2 separate regions of the Salmo salar genome follow, and region 1 is linked to region 2. The links are chromatin contacts, called in public Hi-C maps. All regions are on one chromosome and are shown on one strand. Each heading gives the region's core, a stretch centred on a gene start, on an enhancer-like site or on the middle of the called end of the contact. The rest is flanking DNA. Distances are from core to core; before and after follow the strand shown.

Region 1 (4,662 bases), core at 281-2,780, 170 kb before region 2:
TGTCAGAACGTGGTTGGCCGGGAAAGCTAAGATCACACTGGGAGGACCAAATACATGTGGTGGTAACCAGGAAAGGTGATGACAGCCCTGTCTGAGGTCAAACCCGAGAGGAGTTCTGCATCGCAATATGCTCATGTCATGTAATTCCCTACCATTTGAGGAACCTGTTGAAACACCCATGTAGAGGTCCGTGGAGAAGGGAACCAACCCTTCTCCACAAGGGGAAGCAGAAAAATGGGCGGTGAGCTGAGTCTGAGAGCTCAGATGAGGATTCTTATCCAGTTTTCATCAATAGGTCACATAGGGATGAAGAGAGCAGACAGAGAGTAGCACACAGCTAGTATCAGATAATAGTGAGGAACGGGGTCAGACTGATAAACTTCACTGTGAAGGAGTGCCAGCCAGTCCTCAGAGAGAGCAAGGAGAGGATGGGGGTAAATATGGAAACAGCTGAGGGCTCAGATTCAATCATCTCATGATGAAGTGGACACTGATTCATTGGGGTCACCAATGACCTTTCCCCGCCGTTCAGCCCGGCAGAGGAGGCCCAGAGACATTCTAACCTATAACACTTTAGGGCTGCCCAGCTCTTATCAGGATACCAACTAGAGATGTTCAGATGTGTATATAAATATATATATATATATATATATATATATATATATATATATATATATATATATATATGTGTATATATTTTCTCATCTACCTTTACTAATCACAGTGTGATAATGTTTGGTATGGGTTGCGTCTTTGCCCATAAAGGTAGACTGGACATGTCTAGATAGTTATATGGCTGTTAGGCCAATTTTCTCAGTTGTTCTCATGACCAGTACTTACATCCTCTGTTTGTTTTGAGGCCAGTGAAATGTTTGGGACAACATTTCGTTTTTGCAAGGGGTGTTGTAAGGCTTAATACAGTTGTATTCCAGCCACTAGGGGGTACTCTAGGGAAGCCCATGGGAAATAAATAAATATAGTTTAAGTGAATTGGGGAGAGGAAGAATAAGAAACACAAAAAAAGGGCTGTAAACTGCTGTTACATGTGCTGACATGAAGTAAACCATACCTTTCGTGTTGTAGTTTATATTATAAGCTCATAGAAAGGGTAACACAAACAAACTCACAAATGATTGGTTGACAATAGAGCCTCCCACAATGCAGGATGAAGTTGGTGAAGAGGAACTGCAGAAATTTGCAGTCAAAGCTTAATGACCTTTGATCACAAAAGTTAATGCAGTCAGCGAAAGTCTGAAAATGTGTGTTCTCATAATGAAAGGCGACAGAAGTTAACTGCTTTCAAGACTAGGCTGAAACTGCAAGTTAAAATGTGCCTACATTTTTGCATAGATTCCTATTGATTTGTTCTGATACAGTACTTTCCAAGTGGAACACTCGGTGAAACGCGGTGTTCGCGTGCAATCGGAACGTACAGTTAAAACGAACGTAGGTTATTTACGTAGAGATTCTTATTGGTTGATTCTGATACTTTCAAATGGGAAACTCAGAGTTCATGTTTCCGAGTTGACGTGAACGCAGCATCAAACATGTACTGTGACGCACACAACGTAATTTCTTGATAACCAAAATGGAGGACTACTCATCCAAGCAATCAGTTGAAAATCTTGACAATCCTCCTAACAGTCGCTTGTTTCTCGTAACAAGTCGATCAGTTTCAGATGATGTTATTCGAGAGAAATTTTCTGTATTTGGAGAGGTCCAAGGTGTATGGGTCGTTAAGGACAAACAGACGAAAGAATCGAAGGGGATCTCCTATGTTAAATTCGCGAAGTCTTCGGAAGCATGCACCGCCATGGAGGACATGCATGGAAAATGCCTGTTAGATGGAACGAAGCCCATTAAGGTTTGCATGCACATAAATCTAAACTTTATGGACTCATCCTCCAAGTTTCTAACATTAACTATTTCCTTAAGTATTTTTTTTATTTAATTGATTCCATGCTGGGCCCAGTTCACCGATAGCGATGGAATGTAGTTTTACCCATGTTTTAACGATGCACGTTTCCTGCAACTGCCCGAAACATCAAGCAGATAAAATGGTCGCCACAGTGCTTCGTCGAAGGTCAATTCATAAAGTATGGAAAGAAAGGGAGCGCTGTTCTCGGATCAGCTTTCTCCGTTCAAATCTTTCCTCGAAGGTGCATCATGCAGAAATCGCTCCGCCATTTCCTGGTTGCATCTAATAGTTCGCAAACAATGTATGTCTAGAGAATCCATTGTACCATCAAACCGCTGTGACATATTTTCAATAACCAGGGCCGGATGCAATTCCACAATACTTACATGATAGACATTAACTGAATATGTTTTTTAATACCACAAATGACCGAAATGAGTGGCTAATCTGACACTGACAAATTGAGTTCAATCTGGTCTGGAATTCAAACAAACAATAGCTCAGGAACACAGATTGTACAATAGAAGGAAGGTGTGTGTGTGCCAGTCAAAAGTTTGGACGCATCTACTCATTCTAGGGTAATATTTATATTATGTTATATATGTATATTATGTTATATGTATATTATGTTATATGTATATTATATGTATGTTATATATTACATTTACATTACATTTAAGTCATTTAGCAGACGCTCTTATCCAGAGCGACTTACAAAATGGTGCATTCACTTTATGATATCCAGTGGAACAACCACTTTACAATAGTGCATCTAAATCTTTTAAGGGGGGGTTAGAAGGATTACTTTATCCTATCCTAGGTATTCCTTAAAGAGGCGGGGTTTCAGGTGTCTCCGGAAGGTGGTGATTGACTCCGCTGTCCTGGCGTCGTGAGGGAGCTTGTTCCACCATTGGGGTGCCAGAGCAGCGAACAGTTTTGACTGGGCTTATATATTTGGATATTTATTTGGATATAACTATGGATTATTTGGAACGAAACCAACATTTGTTATTGAAGTAGAAGTCCTGGGAGTGCATTCTGACGAAGAACAGCAAAGGTAATCCAATTTTTCTTATAGTAAATCTGAGTTTGGTGAGTACCAAACTTGGGTGTCAAAATAGCTAGCCCGTGATGGCGAGCTATGTACTCAGAATATTGCAAAATGTGCTTTCACCGAAAAGCTATTTTAAAATCGGACAACGCGATTGCATAAAGGAGTTGTGTATCTATAATTCTTAAAATAATTGTTATGTTTTTTGTGAACGTTTATCGTGAGTAATTTAGTAAATTCACCGGAAGTGTTCGGTGGAAAGAAAAAAAAGCACATTTTGCAATATTCTGAGTACATAGCTCGGCCATCACGGCTAGCTATTTTGACACCCACCAAGTTTGGGGCTCACTAAACTCAGAATTACTATTAGAAAAATTGGATTACCTTTGCTGTTCTTTATCAGAATGCACTCCCAGGACTGAATTAAAATAATAATATTATTTTGAACATAAATAAGCTGCACATGTCTATAAGCCGCAGGTGCCTACCGGTACATTGAAACAAATGACCTTTACACAGGTTTTAACGAAACACGGCTTGTAACAAAAATAAATAGGCTTTAACGAAACACGGCTTGTAACAAAAATAAAAAATGATCAGTAAGCTTTATTTTGCACTGAGTCAATTCCTCACGCTGCTGTTTCCAACGTCTTATCATCGACTCATTAAGACCAAGCTCCCGTGCAGCAGCTCTATTTCCTTTTCCAACAGCCAGATCAATCGCCTTCAACTTGAAAGCTGCATCATATTTATTTCCCTGTGTCTTTGCCATGATGAGGGTGACAAAATGACTACCGTAATCAGAATGATGGGAAGTTTGAGAGCGCTCAATTTAATCTAAACAGTAAACAAAAAAGTTGTTTGACCTTAACCCATTTGGCAATTTCATTGGTCTAATGAAAGCTTCATGCCGCCAAAAAACTCAGCACGTCACAGAATGTGTTTTTTTGAGAAAAAAAAAAATTTGAAAGCAGGAAAAATCCAAATATTTGCCGCGTCATTGTTTAAGCCGTGGGGTTCAAAGCCTGGGAAAAAACGTGCGGCTTATAGTCCGGAATTTACGGTAATCTTTATGTCCAAATACCTCCATTTGTTTGCGCGTTAGGGTCACTATTCCAAATGCAGAAGGCGCGCGCACTAAAGTCCAGACAAAGTCAAAGTTCTATTACAGTTTGTAGAAACATGTCAAACAATGTGTAGAATCAATCTTTAGGATGTTTTTATCATAAATCTTCAAAAATATTCCAACCGGATTATTCCTTTGTCTTCATAAAGGAAAGAGAACTGAGCTCGTGCTCATGGCCATGCGCGTAACTAAAATAATGACTGACTGCCAGAAACGGCTCTTATTCTTTCCCCATTCACAGTAGAAGCCTGAAACAACATTCTAAAGACTGTTGACATCTAGTGGAAGCCTTAGGAAGTTCAATATGACCCCATAGACACTGTATATTGGATAGGCAATCACTTGGAAAAACTACAAACCTCAGATTTCCACACTTCCTGGTTGGATTTTTTCTCAGGTTTTTGCCTGGCTTATGAGTTCTGTTATACTCAGACATAATTCAAACACTTTTAGAAACTTCAGAGTTTTCTATCCAAATCTACTAATTATATGCATATTCTAGCTTTTGGGCCTGAGTAGCAGGGAGTTTACTCTGGGCACGCTTTTCATCCGGACTTGAAAATACTG
Region 2 (4,889 bases), core at 1,581-4,080:
TGTCAATTCAAAGTAAATTAGCGAGGAAACATATATAGATTGATTTCGCCATAAGAATCTGACTTACGAAAATTTCTTCTCTAGTTGGAACAGAGCTATGCCAGAACGTGGACAGCACGTAATATGGCTAGGAAAATATACCTCAATCCAGGAATAGAATATGTCGCTGTACTCTTAATTTCCCAAAAATGATAAATGTTTAATTGATAAGATTGAAATATTGCCCATTTTGTATTAAACTGCCTTTTTCGTCAGCCTGATAGGCTACAAAAATGCTATAGCAGTCCATTGAATCCCAAGAAAATGCAACGCTTAGCATTGGGGTGAGTAGTAGCTACCTTAAGTGTTGTAAAATCCAACGGGTTGCTTTAACATTAGCTGTCCACATTCTGGCATAACACAGTGTTCCGACTAGCTCTCAAAAACTCTAGGAAGCATTTTGCCTTCTCCTTACAGTTTTCAGCGTCACCCACAACTGGCTCGTGTGACCTACAATCCCGACTGTTTTGAAGTTTAGAAACGTAAATAATCGTTGCTTGCGATACAGCTTTCGAAACATTTAGCCCTTAGTGAGAAAGAATCATTCAAATAAAAATATGCAATTACTTAAGCAGTGTTGCACAGATCCATACAGCTATGTGTGGCTCCATCCGACCTAACTACACCTCCTGAGTTACGCTTACACACAAGTGTTTGGAGCACGCTAGATAGCTAATTAGCACAGGTGGTCGCGTCTGTGGTTGCAGTCCAAACACTTAAAAGACCCACCCTATCCCCTCAGCCCTCAAATTAAGTGGACACTTCTGATGACGTATCATGACGTCTGATGAGTATACACTTGCAGGGCAAGGGAGGAAGGAATGAATTTTAAATGGACCACCCTTGGTCAGAAATTCGTCACTCATTCATCCCGCGATGATTGTGTTTTCAGCCATCAGTAGCTTGTGGGTTATTTATATGCCCTACTGTCAATTATGAGTGCATGTCTATTTAAATTAAATATATAATTGTTAATGTACACCTACTGTATGATAGCTAGCAAATTAATTTGCTAACTAACGTTAGACTGCCTAGCTAGAACTTCTGCAGGAAAATGTTTTACTTCTACAATTTCCAAAAGATAACCAAACAAAAGCATATTTACATTTTACGAGATGTGTTTGGGCCGTCATGTGCATTAGTAGCACAATTTCTAACTTATTTGCATTCGTTTTTACTTACACTTGTATGTTGACTTCTCCATTGATGTTGTTTAAGTTTTCACAGATTTCTTATCAGATGTATAATTGTCACAAATTGAATTATTGGGAGTTTCAGGCCCCAGAGTGAACATAATTGTACACTAGCAAAGCCGACTAAAAACAAGGGCTGAGGGGCTTACGTTGCAAAGTTCCCTTGCTTGGCTAATCATTTGGACACCACTCCAAGACGGCAACAGGGATTTCCCCAAGGGCATAAGGTGAGGGTAAGTGGGCGAGGGTGTGTCTTTTAAGTGTTTGGACAGAAGCCCGTCTTCAATAAACAAGTGCCGTAACATGGAGAAATGGCTGTGTGGGAACACTAACCCTAACCATATAAAAAGTGTGTATTTTTTCAACATTTAGTTTATTTTTCTTAGCTGATATACACGATATGTTCGTTATGTTTCCAAAACAGTACCACAAGCGATGTGTGTTAATGTTTACAGCAAGCGCCGGGCTCTTAACAAAACTCCCCCTGTGACAAGATACTATTGTCAATAGGCGCTAAAGCAATTAATGTCTATGAATTGGGTACATTCTGACTAGAGAGAAGACATGAACAAAAGCCGGGTTATTATGGCTTTAGGTTGATGTGGCAAACATCTCTGTAGAAATTACAAGTCAAACCAGTGGTCATTAGGACAATTAACAGAAACAATAAGACTGTAGGCCTAGCTGCTCAATCTTACCTTACTACCAGGAACTTGCTTGACTTGCTGAGAGACATTCTTGATAAATTTCTGTTGTTTTCCACCCTTTTTGTTCTTCAAACCAAATGTCTTGTCCTATATAGATAAACAAATTGAATATCAGCAATTGAATAATGGACATAACGTTAACGTTAGTTGGCAGGCTACCAAGAAGAAACCTCAACGACAAAATAATAAGATTTCTGGCGCTAGCTATCTAAGTAGTTACAGTACCTGACTAACTAGATAACTTACTTTACCGACAAAGATTATAGATGATAACTAGCTAGCCAACCTTTCATCTGTGTTACAACTACTAACTAAGCAGTTCATTCAAGCCGTGGCCAGACGATCACACAACTTATCTACACTTAACATTAATTTGAATAAATACGATTGTAACCTTTGCTAACTACTGTCTGCAGCTAACAAGCTACATCATGCAAGCACAAGTTAGCTACCAGTAGCTACCACGTTCTTAAAAAGGGGTTAGCATAAGAACGCTAACGTTCGTTAGGTTGGTACCTAGCAAATACAACGGTTGGAAAGTGTTCTGCTTTCAACAATACTTGGTATAACTAGCTAGCGTCTAACTTACTAGCTTCACAAAATAACATTTGAACGTTACTGTAACTTAACTAACTACCGGTAGCTAGTAAACTAGCTTAGCATTATCCCATGTAATTTGGATCTCGTGCGCAAATGGGATTTCACCTCAATGATCTTTTCCTTCTTCTTTTCTTGCGTTTTTTTACTACCCGCGGCAGCTTGAACTGGTTTCTTCGGAGGCATAGTGAATGATGTAACTATATTTTTGAATTATTCTATTACGATAGCCACCGCTACATGCAGTACTAATAGGCCACTCAGTGACAACCTGTTACCAAGTTGACGCTGAATGATGTCAGTGGTAATTCTTCTTCCTAGGTGTTTTTTTGGGGCGGTTGGCATCCAACATAATGGCGCATTACCGACACCTACTGTGCTGGAGAGTTTTGGCCATCGTTTAACGTCCTCGTTCCTCAACGGTTGTCACTCTATACCACAGCCACAAAGTCAAAATCGTGGCTACTGGCTACATCGTACAAATTCATGAAATGTACAAAAGTACACTAGAGGTCGAACAAAAACACATCTGCACTGCTACGCCATCTTGGATTGAGTTATCTAGCTTAGATTGTACGACGGCCGGGGTGTTAAACATATCCTTATTTATGTCACCTAGCAGTAACGAACTCTGACAATAGATGGGGGGCAATCAATTCACACATGGTGTCCAGGGCACAGCTGGGAGCTGAGGGGGGTCTATAACAAGCTGCAACAGTGAGGGACTTATTTCTGGGGAGATGGATATTTAAAAGTAGAAGCTTGAACTGTTTGGGCATAGACCTGGATAGTATGAAATAACTCTGCAGGCTATCTCTACAGTAGATTGTAATTCCGCTGCTTTTAGCAGTTCTGTCTTGACGGAAAATGTAATTGGGGATGAAAATTTCCGAATTTTTGGTGGCCTTCCTAAGCCAGGATTCAGACACGGCTAGGACATCTGGGTTGGCGGAGTGTGCTAAAGCAGTGAATAAAGCAAACTTAGTGTTAGGTCGCGTCAATTCGAATCTGGTATCAGAACAAAATAGTCAGCACATAGTAACTTCTGATTTCTTTGTACTTTAATTAATGCAAACACTTGAATGGTAAATATGTGGTTAGTATATACGGGGTCGCTGTGTCACCACGCAGGGCAAACAGAGAACTGAGTTACACATCCTTTGCTTTTCATTAAATACTCTGACAGAGATAGTTCCCGCTCACTGCTGGCCTGTCAGAGGGAGGATGAGCGTGGTTTAAACTTACTCATCCTATCGTTGGCGTGCAGGTTGGTCCCAACTTCGAGACGCCTCCTGTTGCCGGGCGTAGTTATTATCTTTGGCAGTCGATTTATCTTGTGACTGCACAATGCACAGTTCTCTAAAACCCCGACACCCCTCTGCATATACATTTCACCCATATCCTGCCCTTATCTTTTAACAAGCTCTTCCATATCCCTGATTTACAGCATCTGCATTCTTTCCATATGACTCAACATCCCATGAGCCCCTTCCTCTCACACAGCAGTATGCTCTTATCATATAGAGTATAAACTTAATATTATAGCATAGCTTCTTTGTTATATTATATAGGTTATGCAAACAAATAGTTGGTCAAACCCTAACAATCCCCCTTTTCACACCTGATAGGTGTGAATACATAATTTCTTAAAATTTCAGGGAAATTTTGAGATTCCCCCTTTTGACACCCCCTAGGGTGTCACTCAACACAATTATAAATTCACATTTTAATGATTAAATGATTAGTTTAAAAAACCCTCAAGTCCTTCCGGCTACACCTCACTTGTACTAGGTTGACTACCAGCCACCCAGGAACTTCAAACCTTCACATAAGGAAAGACAAATAGTACACAGGATTCATTCAGAACATACTAATTAAAAAACTTAGAAAAATAAGACCTTCCTGCGACAGTGGCTACACCTAACATGTATGGGACAGACTTTTTGTCCCAGTACTTAAAACCTTCACATCCACCTGCCACTACATTACATATGAGTACATTTTAGATAAGGTTTATTCGACCACTTCCTCAACAGTAAACCAAGGATCATCCTCAGACAGACCCGTCTTTTGCCCAGAGGTTGATTCAGTATCCACTGGGGTCACTTCCATCAAAGACATCATTCCGGTTGCTCTGACAACTTCTGTAAGATATACAGGCAACACAACACAACAATAATAAGAACACAAGCACTAGGGTCAGAAATCCAGTAACCACCATAGATGTGTACTTACCAAAAAAGGATTATACAGGCAACACAACACAACAATAATAAGAACACAAGCACTAGGGTCAGAAATCCAGTAACCACCATAGATGTGTACTTACCAAAAAAGGTATTCAGCCAATTCT

Evidence for each region. Hi-C and Micro-C count contacts between places; a contact is called where the count stands out from the background.
Region 1: a contact with region 2 is called in a Hi-C map of gill, with 8 times the contacts expected there. The contact joins the promoter of LOC106575066 here to the promoter of zc3hf in region 2. A contact is called at or near these places in 2 of 3 Hi-C or Micro-C datasets (gill and muscle).

The regions. Positions count from the first base shown.
Region 1 is chrssa17:5,485,527-5,490,188 of Ssal_v3.1, reverse strand. It overlaps LOC106575066 (RNA-binding protein 45), which reads left to right and starts at 1,530. Exons shown (of 12, transcript XR_006759967.1): 1 at 1,530-1,864.
Region 2 is chrssa17:5,311,925-5,316,813 of Ssal_v3.1, reverse strand. zc3hf (Zinc finger CCCH domain-containing protein 15) reads right to left here and starts at 2,830. Exons shown (of 10, transcript NM_001146374.1): 1 at 2,645-2,830; 2 at 1,931-2,026. The coding sequence starts at 2,722.